Linked DNA regions of Anser cygnoides: region 2 is linked to region 1. Evidence: chromatin contacts called from public Hi-C data. All regions are on one chromosome and are shown on one strand. Each heading gives the region's core, a stretch centred on a gene start, on an enhancer-like site or on the middle of the called end of the contact. The rest is flanking DNA. Distances are from core to core; before and after follow the strand shown.

Region 1 (5,919 bases), core at 1,943-4,442:
ATTTCCAATTCATGCATTACATTTATATTTAACAATGTTTTTCCTGTTTCTCGTTATTTTTTGACATTTATTAAAAACTTACTGAAAATGTCTGCAGAGTTCTTGTGCTCAGTTCTAGAAAACATCCAACTGTTCTGTTCTAATTTGTTACAAAAATGAATTAAACTACCCAACTTCTCAATAGGATTGGATATTGGTCCTAATCCATGGACTGCTAGGGTAGTTGTGATCATGCACTAGGGGCCTGTCTTGAGTATTATGGGTTGGCATCTTAGGATGGCTTTCTTATGAAGCCTGCTTCTGTAAAACCAGCAAAGTCTATCTTAATGGAATTATTTATTTTTTATACCCTGGAGTTCTGCCCACCATTTCTGGTTGTTCCAATTTCACATCGCTGTCAACAGCTGGCTGTCCAAGTCTAAAAACTGCATTTTGCTAAGTGAAGCTGCTTCTGGGAAAGAGTGAAGAGAAAAGTCTGCTCCAACCTCTTCTTGGGTGGCCTTATTTCCTGGTTCTGAAGTTGTTCTCCAATTTTAGAAATTCTTGTTTCAGCCTGTCCGTATTTGCTGCTGTGAAATTTTAATCATTGAATGATGTTTCATAGCACTCATCCTGACAGTGCTTCACAGCTGAGGCAAGAAGCTTCTTATTCTAGAAACAAAATTCTTAGCAAAGTTCAAGAACACACAGAAATACAAAACAACACAAAAAGTTGTTTTGTAATGTTGGAAAATAGGAAATCCACAGCAATACCTTCTTATTTACAATAATATAAGCAATAAAAGTTAGTCTTTTCTTACAGTAAATAGAGAAATGTAACTATGTCAAGCTCTTCACCATAGCTAAGAGACAGTGAGGAGCCATCCACATTTCATGTCTTGGCTGGAAATGTTGAGAGCACATCTGAGCCTCCAACAGATGCACCTGTGAGCGTTGTATACAAAACCAGAATCCTGTAATTGTTTCAATTCCCTCTGAACAGAAGTATCAAGAAAAAAATACTCAGGAATTACATAATCCTGACAGATGTTTTGCACAAGCATTGCATCAACATTTGCTGGGGTGGAAGGCGAACAAGTGTGTAGTTTTGTTATTCAATAATAAGATCTAATTACTACCTGCAGCAGAAGAGAACCCACGCTCACTGTTTTTTACCAGCCATATATTACTGCCTTCTCCTCTGTCTCAGACGCAGCATTTGTGTGTCCACAGCATGACTTGGACAGGACAGAAAGTTGGTTTTCCATAGTGGATCACATTTCCATGTTACCAGGGAGCTGATGCAAATAACCTTCCGGCTGCATAAATCAGGATCCAGGCTGGGGGTTAACATGGATTTTTGGTATTTGAAATTAAAAGGAACCTGAACTCACTCTAACCTTAAAATCATCATAGCAGCATCTTCATTCACATCACTCTGCTTCAGTTTTCTTAAACACCATCCTTCTTCCTATTAGCTCCTTAAATTTTACTGGTCCTTTGTCCAACTCTTACTAGGTATTTGCATTACCCTGCTTTTATTTTCAGTAGTTTTTGGATCATGTTTGTCAATTGATTTACCTGTCCTAGTCTTCAGAAGGATTGTGTTGGTTTCAGTGAACACTCTCACTTAAAAACTGTGCTGCTGTTCATGCTTGGACCCTGACATGAAATGCCCAGAAGGCTATATATGGTTTAGTTTTGTCTTCCAAAGTACCAAGCAACTCTGTGACACCCAGTTCATAAAACAGGCATTTTAAGCAGGCTTAAGGCACATGAGTGAATTGAACAGAATAAATCAAGTGCAGAGGTATCTAAAAGGTTCAGTCTCAAGTGTTTTAAATATAAAACTTAAATATAAAGTTCAAACTGGGGAAAAGCAGCCTGTGCTTGCCTGCGAACATGGTTTTTACCAGTAGATGCCTATCATTATGGATGTCTCTGTTGCACCAAAGTTCATGCCATAGTTAAGGGGACGAGCACCATCACTGGATAAGACTGAAACTGGTGTCTTTATTATATAGAAAAACCTGTGCTTGATCTCTTTACCTGACACATCTTTACTTTTAGCCTGAGTTAGCTGAGGAATGAACCAAACCCCGTTCTTTTACTGGCTCCCATTTTTGCCTTTACTCATACAAGCCTACCTATTTGTTTTGAGTCCTTTTTTTTTACTGCACAAGATATTGCTAAAAGTTTTTCCCCTCTTCACAATCCGCTGTGGTGCCATTTTGCCACTGCAAGGGTCTCATCTCCTCCCTTGAGCCTGAATGCACTGCTCTATTGGCGTGCTTGGTTTTGGTCGTTCTTATAACAGTTCTGCGTGAAGTGGGGTACTGACATGTTTTATAACTTCGTTGCTTTTGAGTATCATTGTACCGTGTTCACACTCGGCATTGTTTGCTGCCACACCTGCTCAGCTCAAGAACAGTTTGCAGGTTACAGAGAGCACGAAGGACCACTTATGCCTGCTCCTGAGGAACTTAGTGCTAAAAAAGGGATTATTTGTTTTGTTGCGTTGGTTTTACCCAGCCCGAGAAGTAACTCGAGGACCAAAACTCTGGATTCCCCTTCCTGTCTGTGAGTTTGGGGCACGTTATCCTTTTCCCCCATCCCTTGGTTTTACATTTCTGGGCTCAGTTTGCGGCTGACTGGATGGCAGCCATCCCCTGCCCCTCTCACTGCCCTGCAGCCGTACGCCCAGACACTTCTCTTATAAAATAAAAGCCTTAAAACCTCCTCAGGCTGCACAACGCTCCACCCCCTCAGCCCCTCCACCTCCCCTGAGGGGCCCGCGCCCCCGGCAGCGCGCATGCGCGGCGCCGTGAGGCAGCAGCGCGGGAAGCGGGGCTGCCCCCCTCCCTATCCCGTCACCACGGCAACCGCGGTGCGACCGCCCCGCCTCCCGTCGTCACATCGCCCTAGCCGCACGGCGGGCGCAAGCCCCGCCTTCCCCGCCCTCTGATTGGGCGCCCGCCCATAGCGCCATCTCGGCATAGCACCGCCGATTGGCCAGCCGCCGCTGGGGCACGGGGCGCGCGGTGCCGAGGGGGAGGCGGGGCCAGGGGCTCATTAGCATAGCCCCGCCCCCTGGACGCCAGCCCGCTCCCCCCTCCCACCCCTAATCCCCCCCCCCCCCCCCGGGCTGGGACCGGGGCAGGGGACAGGGACAGGGGACAAGGGACAGGGGATAGGGGACAAGGGGACAGGGGATAAGGGGGGGATAGGGGATAGGGGCAGGCTGGGCACAGCAGAGGGGCGGCCCCACAGCCAGGGTAGGGAAGGGAATCATCATAGAGAGAAGCCTTGAGCTTCGTGAGCATCCCTTGTGGCAGCCCAGGTGCTGCAGGCGTTGGTTTTTTTTATATATATCATTTCATTTTTTATTATTTTTTAATTATTATTATTTTTTGAATGCACCGCAGGTGCTGTACAGGTCCTTGGGGATTTTAAGAAGACGTCTGAGGGCGGTTTTTATAGGTTCCCCTTTGGAGCAGGGGCTGGGCTCGCTGCCATCCCCCCCTTCCATCGCGCCGCAAGCCCTGGCTCCGTTTCTCTAATTAATATCTTCCTTAAAAAAAAAAGAAAAAAAGAAACTGATTTGGGGAGCATCAGCCCGCGTTAACGCTCTAAGGGAAGCTGCCGGGAGCGGCGGCCGGCGCGGCACGATGTGGACTTTCCTGGGCATCGCCTCGTTCATCTACGTGTACAAGAAGTGCGGGGACCTGCTGAGCTACGCCAACAAGGAGCTGCTGCTCTCCGCCTTCGTCTTCTTCTCCCTGGGCTTGCTGCTGTCCTACAGGTACCACTTCAGGGGGCCCAGGCAGCAGCGGCAGAAGAGCCACCCGGGGATGCTCTCCGACGTCCTCTCGGCGCTGCCGCTCGTTGGCTTCTTCTGGGCCAAACCCAGCGCGGGGGCTCGGCGGGTCGAGGCACCCAAATCCCGAAAGGTAAACGGGGTCGGGAGGTGGCGGCACGTGGGGTGGGGGTGGCCTCCCCTTGTGCCTTCTGGCTGTGCCCCGGTGAGGGCCGTGAAGGTTGGGGAGGGTTTGTCTTTACGTCCTGGGTGACCGGTGGGTCGTGCTTGGTGTTGGTTTCCGGGGGGCCAAGCGAACAGCGAAAGTCGTTTATAGGGGTTTTGTGAAGTCAAGCGACGTGTGACTGCTCAAGGAAAATGTCGTAGTAAGGGATTTTTGTACGAGCAGAAAGATGTATTCCGTTGCCAGTCTGTTGTGGGGACTGGAGAGAAGCATCTCGTGTGAGGAAGGGCTGCGAGCAGGGGGCGTTCACCAAGGGACTGCCATCGACGTGTGCACATTTCTGAAGGTGCAGAGAGGACGGGGCCAGGCTCTTCTCAGTGGTGCCCAGTGCCAGGACAAGAGGCAACAGGCACAACGTGAACACGGGAGGTTTCATCTGCACACCAGGAAGCACTTCTGTACGGACCAAGCGCTGGCACGGGTTGCTCAGAGAGGCTGTGCAGTCTCCCTCCTTGGAGATCTTCAAAAATTGCCTGGACGTGGACCTGGGCACCCTGCTCTGGGCGTCCCTGCTTGGGCAGATAGTCCCCAGAGATCCATCCCTTCTAGCCTCGGCCTTTCTGTGGTTCTGCGGTCATCATCCTAATATTTCTGCATACAGCAAATTGGTCTGGAGAGCTGCAGATGCACTTATTTGGGAGTTCCTGATAAAATAGTGCCTGCACAGTATTACAGAGCCCAAGCTCAAGTAGCCAGTCTGGTGAGCTGTGCCCAGCACGAGGCTTGCTGTGAGCGCTGGGCAGAGCTGGAGTTTGGCAGCGGTGCTGCAATCTAAGAGCACGAAGTGGACATGCATATGCAGTACCTCTGCGGGTCAGCACTGCTTGGCTACCTGCCCCAGTCCTTCTGGTTATTTTATATCTGAGCACTGACCCCTTGCACAAAAGCACTTGAAACTTTTTGGATGCATGCCCTATGAATTTTTTGGTAGGTTCTGGATTTTATTTGATTTTGCTGGTAAAAGCCTGCCTTTACCCCCATTTCTTGCATTGCTCAAATTCATACTGTTATTTTTGCACTCCCTTGCTGAGTGGTAGATATAAACGTGACACAATGCCCCTAGAAATCCTGGTGCCTGTGTTGTTCTGGCCGTTCATTTCACTGATGTAATCGTATTTTTACTGTTGTCAGCAATGTAGTGCTGAGGCATTTGTAAGAGTGGATTGCACCCCAGGCTTTATTCTAGCCGCTGGAGAAACAACTTGCACGTTTGTGCTGAAACTTTTCTGCACTTTGAAGACTAAGTGATTAAATGCTGTTAGGAGTTTACTGTAACACAGTTGATCTTCAGGTACCAGGTACATGTTAGTTGGTGTGTAACCTGAGGTATGTCAAATCTGGGCAGTTAAGTGCAGGCATATAGCAATTTTGCACGTATTTTGACTGTTTGATGAGCTTTCATTGTAGGACCAGTTCTTGATAACGTTTCCCACATAGCCATTTCTCCTGACATTTTTCCATGCTGAGTATTTCCATTCATGTGTTTTTTTTTTGACACATGGGTTCACTTACGCTAAAATTAGAGAAATACATTTTCCAGTGGATATGGTAACTTTTTAAATGGCTAAGTGCAATGTTCACCGTGTAGTAGGAACTCACTGATACAAAGGCATTGGAATATTACTTTATAGATCAAGAGGATGGGGCAGCCTTGTTTTACTGCCTTTTGTAGGAACTTGACTTTGAGTATATCTGAGACCATGGCTATGTTAATGGTTCCTCTTTGATCAGGATGGCAGTTTTAAGCAGGTATCTTAGAATCGTAGAATGGTTTGGGTTGGAAGGGACCTTAAAGACCACCCAGTTCCAGCCCCCCTGCCAGGGGCAGGGACACCTCCCACCAGCCCAGGTTGCCCAAAGCCCCATCCAGCCTGGCCTTGAACACCTCCAGGGATGGGGC
Region 2 (6,235 bases), core at 3,058-5,557, 190 kb after region 1:
AACAGGGATTCCAAATCTTCCATAAATAATGGTTTTATTTTCTGGTCCTAAAGCACTTTCAGTGAACGCACATTATTTCAGACACATGGCACGGTCACAGCAGTGCCCAGAGGAGGATCCTGTGTCTAGGTGCCAGCGGATTCTAGGCTGCAAGCCAGTAACTGTAAGAGGGAGGAACATCACATTGATTGTTACGCAGGTAAAATCCTGGGATGCGTGTAAATCATGCGATGGGTACCCATGGATGTGCTTAGCCTTCTGCATGAGTAATCATCTCTTAACAGAACGGCGTCAACCTACCTACAACCCGTGTGATTTATTGTTTCAAAGTGCTGCCTAAAAACAGCAGCGGGGCTGGGGAGAGACTGTGCCTCACGCGGTTATTCGGATGTTAGTCCCGACCCGCCGACAGAGCTTGAAAGCACGCACATGAATTGAATTGCATGGGAAGCTTACCAAAGGAAGTGTTTGCTTGTAAACTCAGTATGAATAGGATCTTCTCTGACCGCAAGGGAAATGGAGAGACGCTCATTCACTGTCCGCTTGTGCAATCAACTTCTGAAGTAAAAACAAGATTTGAGGTTTAAAACCTGAGCCTTCACACATCTCACAAGCAACAGAAGAAGCCTTCATGCTCCTCGGTCCACACAGGAACGAAGTCAGGAGGTGCTGCTCATGAGACTCCCTGGATTTGATAACAACAGGGTTATCAAAAGGGAATTATTCGGCTTTCCTAGCAACAGCAGCCCTCAGAAGAGTTTCTGGGAGGGCTCGAGGGGAGACATCTGAACGCCATTACATTTCAGTTCTTTTGATGTCACTACATGCCTGTCATGTGTTTTATATCTTAGCATTGAATCTGCCACTGAATTTCACAATGTGTAAGGCTGGTTGTAGGGTTACCACAGATGTGATTCCTGCTATAAAGCGGGGCTTTTAAGTTCTTTATCACCTGGCCACACGACTTCTCTTCGAGCCTTTTCTGCACGGGAAGAGTATACAGCAACTCCGTAGCAGATCACGGGCTCTCTGCTGGTTTTACATTACTGGCTTAAAGGCTAGCTGTAGTTTAAATATCATTACATGGCTTGAGATGACTTGTAAAATAAGGATAGTTATTTTACATCATTTGCCTGATAGTTTAATATTCACTGAGACATTTGTGTGTCATGCGTCCGTCATCCGATAACTAAAATAATGACTTTTTAATTTCTTCCCATAGCAAGCGCCCAGTTTATTTATAAGTGGCCTAATCTAATAGAGATTTACGCTGTGTATCCCAGGAGACACATTATCAAAGTAACCAGACCTGTCCCAAGCACTTGGGAAGTGGGGAGATGGTTACACAATTCTCATTGCCGCCGGCTGCTCCAGTTACAGAGATAAAGGGTCAGAGAAGTGGAGCAGTGGAGATAACTCTGCGAGCATCTCAGGAGAAGCAGCTGAGCAGGTGAGCGTAGGCACGGGCTGAGGGCGAGACAGGTAGATGCTTGAATGCCACAGAAGAAAAATTTCCTTAAAATAACATGCAAGGAGAAGGGATGCCCGAGGTTCCCGTTGGCTGGGAACTCCTTAGACTTCCTCGGGACTTGGGAAGTGCCTGTTGCGCACTGTTGTCCTTTGCCAAGGACAAGGACTTGTGTTCCCAAGGGCCACCCCTGCCCCACCTTACTGCTCTTGGAGCATCCAGGGCCGGGTGTTTGGTTCCCTGTATTTGCTGGGTAGAGCTGAGTTTCTCTCTTTGTGTATGCTAAGCAGGTAGCTCAAGGAAAATCTTTTTTTTTTGGGGGGGGTGGGAGGAGGGGATGAGATGATGAAAGCTTGAGTAGGGAGAAGAAGGCAGACCCCAATGGCTTGTGATTTCAGGGCACTAATGTGGGTGATACACCTGGATGCCCAAAAACCCGTGAAGTGACCTCCAGTGTGTCTGAACACGAGTCTGCTATGGCAGGTGCAGTAGCCCACGTCGTGCAAAAACCTTCTAATGCTGAAATGCTGCAGCAGTTCTGCTCTCCACAAAACTCTCCTTTGAATTGCTGCTTCTTTCTGCACCGGTCTGTAAAAAAACAGGCTCGCATGCAAGCAGTGGCAGAGACGGCTGAGGAGGACAAGTTTCGGCCCTCTGAGAAGCACCAGTGCTGTGCGGCCAGCCACCCTTGGCATCTCTTTTTTTGTTGGTGGTTTGGTTTGGTTTTATTTTTGGATATGTATATATTTTTTTATTTTGTGGATCAGCCAAAATTAGAAAAGACAGAAACCCCAAACCTGGAATCACTTCTCTTTCCGCTCAGCGGCATGTTGGAAAGAACTTGGTGAGGGTGAGGAGGAGGCTGGATGCGGACCTTTCCCTATGATCCATACCCAAACCTGACTGAGAATATGGTACGGAGCACTCTTAATTTGGTTAATTGTTAACTCTGCATCGCTACTATACGTTCAGTCATGATATTAATGGTATGGGCACCCAACAGCATGTCAGTTTTAAAGAAGCAGTGAAGGTTTCCTGCTGGGAAGAGCTGCCCCCATCATGCAGAGACCTTCTGCCGGCCAGATTTAACCTGGGTTCACCTCAGCCACATTTTGGCAGCAGAGCCAAAACTCTTCTGTCTGTGTAGCAGCCGGGGGGCACCGACCAGATGCTGCTGCACACTGACAGCACCCATGAGTACCTTTCTGTAGGCCTGTCGCTATTTTGGCCAAGCGCCTACACCATGCCCCTGTCCCCGAAATCCCTGACACGCTCTCCTCACCACACCTCACGCTCTCTCGGACGTAGCAAGCGGTGCATTAATGCAGAAGCCGCTGACCCAGTTCAGCCAGCAGCGCTATCCCCGTCATCAGCCTTCCAGGAGGGGAAACGTAAACCAAAAAAAGTCCGACGGGCCTGCGTGCGTGCTTCACCTATAAGAGGAACGAAATAAACCAGCACGTTCTGCGTTGCGGTGAATCGCTCCAAAACAATCTGCAAACATTCGCCGAATTGTCTTTCTGTTACAAAAAAAAAAAAAAAGAAAGGAAAGGAAAATGCAGCCCCTGGGATATCCCTTTATGGCATATGCATTTTATGTTTAAATGCATTAATGGGACTGCTATGCCGTGAGTCATCCAGCACCAGAGTTTCATGTGTTTCTTAAAATACACTACAAGTAGCTGAGGGCAGGCGGGGCTCCGCCGTGCAGTTATCCGCCAGGAATCCCAGCGGGTACCTGCGCTCGTGGCATCACCGCCACAGTGGCGGGGACCCCATCCTGCTCCCTGCCTGCAGCTAAAGCAGGGGGACCAGAGCAGGATGGGTGCTGGGCCTGCAGGAACAAAACCGGGGCTCCCTCAGCTATTAGGGAGCCTCAGCACCGGATTGCAGAACATTTGCATATATGTAAACAGCAAAGCTGGGAGAGTTTCCTTCTGGAGCACTCTTGTCAAAACTACAGCTGTCTGTGCTTTTTTTTTTTTTTTTTCCGGGGATGATTTGTTGTCTTTCTTTTTTATTTTTTGCTCCCATTTCCTGGCAGTCCCGGCTGAACACCTCTTGTACGTGGCTTTAAACCCACACTCCTGAGCCGGCCGGTGGCTGTTGGGGTTGATCCTGCTCCACACCGGCCGCTTCAGCTGCTCGTGGGGATGCTGTGCCGTTTGGGGATGCTGTGCCGTTTGGGGATGCTGTGCCTTTTGGGGATGCTGTGCCTTTTGGGGATGCTGTGCCTTTTGGGGACGGCACATGGCTTCGAAACGAGGGGTAGAGTTATTTCTGGTGGTGAAGCCCACGCTCCCGAAGGAATGCTGGTGAGCCCGCACCAGCGCTGTGGGGCAGGCTCTGGGATGAGCAAAGGTTAAAGAGCGGCTGGTGAGGCAACCGCGGGGCTGAGGTTGTGGTGAAAGCACACAGGAGGGGCTCGTGGCGATGGAGCGGGGCTCGCTTTCTCTCCACGGTCAGCCTGGCTTGGGTTTTTTTCGGTTTCACCCCTCACAGAAAGCCTCGGCGGTGCTGCCTCGAAGCCCCACGGAGCCCCCCGAGCTTTCTGACACCAAACCCTCGCTGCCACTTCCGGGGGGGGCTTCGCAGAGGCTCCCCTCTCCCTCGGCTGCCCCTTCCCTCGTCTCCAGCGCCTCGGGCTCTCGGGGAAAGGGTTCCGGGGACGCGGGGACCCCCCGGCAGCCCCGCGCCCCCCCCGGCGGGGCGCTGCGGGCCGCGGGGCGGAGCGGGGCGCGGCGAGGCGGGGCCGAGCCTTCCTCCCCTCCCACTTCCCCGTGCGTCAGGGCCGGGGTAGGAGGGGGGAAAAGCGATTTTTTTTTTTTTTTTTTTTTTTTTTTTTTAAACCCTCCAACTACTTTAACGCCGACTCGGCGGCAGATGGTGGACACGGCGCGGGGCTGCGGCGGGGACAGCAGGGGGATGCGCCAGCCGCGCTGCTTCCTCCACCTCCTCCTCCTTTAGCCCCACAGCCACCCCGAAACACCCCCCCCCCCCCCCCCCGGCTCCTCTCCCCTCCCGGCTCCCTTCCTCGGCTCCCCCCATGAGCCGCCCGGCTCCTCCGCCGCCTCGCCGGGCCGCCGCGCTCCTCCTGCCGGCCGCCCGCTGCCGCAGCGCCCCGGCCAAGCGCCTGCCGCCGCTCCCGGACGGCCCCGCCGAGGAGGCTCCGGCCTCCAAGTGGCCTCGCCTGGCCGAGTGCCCCGCGGGCCCCCCGGATTGCCTCAGCGCCCCTTCTTCGCCCTGCGCCCCGTCCTCGCCCGCCGGAGGGGCGGCGGGGCCCAGCCTCATCGCCTCCTACCTGCTGCTGCCGCTGGCCGAGCGGGAGCAGGTGTCGAGGGCGCTGAGCGTCAGCTCCGGCAGGGAGCTTCGCTGTAAGGTGAGTTGGGGGGGGGGGGGGGGCTATGGGGGGGGGGGCGAGGAGTCGGGGTGTCCCTTCCCCGGGGGCTTCTTTTGGGGTAAAAGTCAGGGGAAACCTCGCCACGGAGCCGCCCGGCGAGGAGCGCCCTTCACAGGGGCTCGCTGAGGCGGTGGGGCGAGGCGAGGGGTTGGGGTACCCCAGGGGGGTCATCGTGAGGTGTTAGGGGGGGGTTAGGTTTAGGTTTGGCGTTTGCGGGTTGCTTTTTTTTTTGCTTTCCCCTCGCCGATGCGAATAAAGGGGCTCGGAGCCCGCTGCGAGCGGCGCTCCCGCGGAGCCCTGGCTGTCCTCCAGCTCCCTCGTCATTGTTTGGGAAGAGTTGCTATGAGCGAGGCCGCTTCCAACGCCCTTGAAAACGAACTTTCTTCTTAATTTCCTCTTCACAGGTGTTCCCCCTCAAACACTACCAGGACAAGATCCGGCCTTACATCCAGCTGCCGTCGCACCGGAACATCACCGGCGTGGTGGAAGTGATCCTCGGGGACACCAAGGCCTATGTCTTCTTCGAAAAGGACTTTGGGGACATGCACTCCTATGTGAGGAGCTGCAAGAGGCTGAGGGAAGAGGAGGCTGCCCGGCTCTTCAAGCAGATCGTCTCGGCTGTAGCTCACTGCCACCAGTCGGCCATCGTCCTCGGTGACCTCAAGCTCAGGAAATTTGTCTTCTCCAATGAAGAAAGGTAAGCGGTTGTCAGCGGCCAGCCTCTGGGTGAGCGGGCAGGGAGGAAAGCCTCATGTGGAAAGGCAAAAAGCATCCCAGGGAGCGTGAATGGTGGTGTAAGCCGGGCATCACCTGCGTGATGCGGGCTGCGTCACGTGCGTGGAGCAGGTCACGGATCCAACTGGTGCGTGCCTGCTTGTAGCTGGGTCTCGACTGACGAAATGGAGGAAACTCGCCGTGAGGCTCCTCTCATTCAGCACAAGTTCGGTGACACCCGCTGGGGGACAAAGGGGCGATAGTCTGGGCACTCAGTGCCAGATGTCGTGTGTGCGACTCTGCCGGGGTCGAATGAATCAAGGGCTGGGGCAGGGAGAGGAAGGAGGGGATGGGGAAAGCCCCGATGCGGAGCAGGAGAGGGGTCTCCTCTCCAAAATCTCTGCTGGTCAGGTGATCTGCTGCCTCTTCCGAGGCTGTTGTGCTCCCTCCACGACCGGTGGTGGTGGTGCTTTCCCCACACCGTGGATGCAGGCATGCAAAGGAGGGAGGGCGGGACACGGTTAAATATCCTGCGAGGAAGAAAAACGCTTTGGTAAAACTTAGCCTAAAGCCTCGGTTTATAGCGAGGAGGTTCCAATTTCCCCCCTTCCACAGGCATGCTTTTGGAATTAGTTTCTAAATTTAGGTCAGGG

The links. Hi-C and Micro-C count contacts between places; a contact is called where the count stands out from the background.
Region 2: a contact with region 1 is called in a Hi-C map of liver, with 5 times the contacts expected there. The contact joins the promoter of TRIB1 here to the promoter of SQLE in region 1. A contact is called at or near these places in 2 of 7 Hi-C or Micro-C datasets (both in liver).

What each region holds. Positions count from the first base shown.
Region 1 is chr2:152,104,616-152,110,534 of Taihu_goose_T2T_genome, forward strand. SQLE (squalene epoxidase) reads left to right here and starts at 3,193. Exons shown (of 11, transcript XM_013185051.3): 1 at 3,193-3,929. The coding sequence starts at 3,648.
Region 2 is chr2:152,296,202-152,302,436 of Taihu_goose_T2T_genome, forward strand. TRIB1 (tribbles pseudokinase 1) reads left to right here and starts at 4,308. Exons shown (of 3, transcript XM_066990736.1): 1 at 4,308-4,847; 2 at 5,273-5,565. The coding sequence starts at 4,515.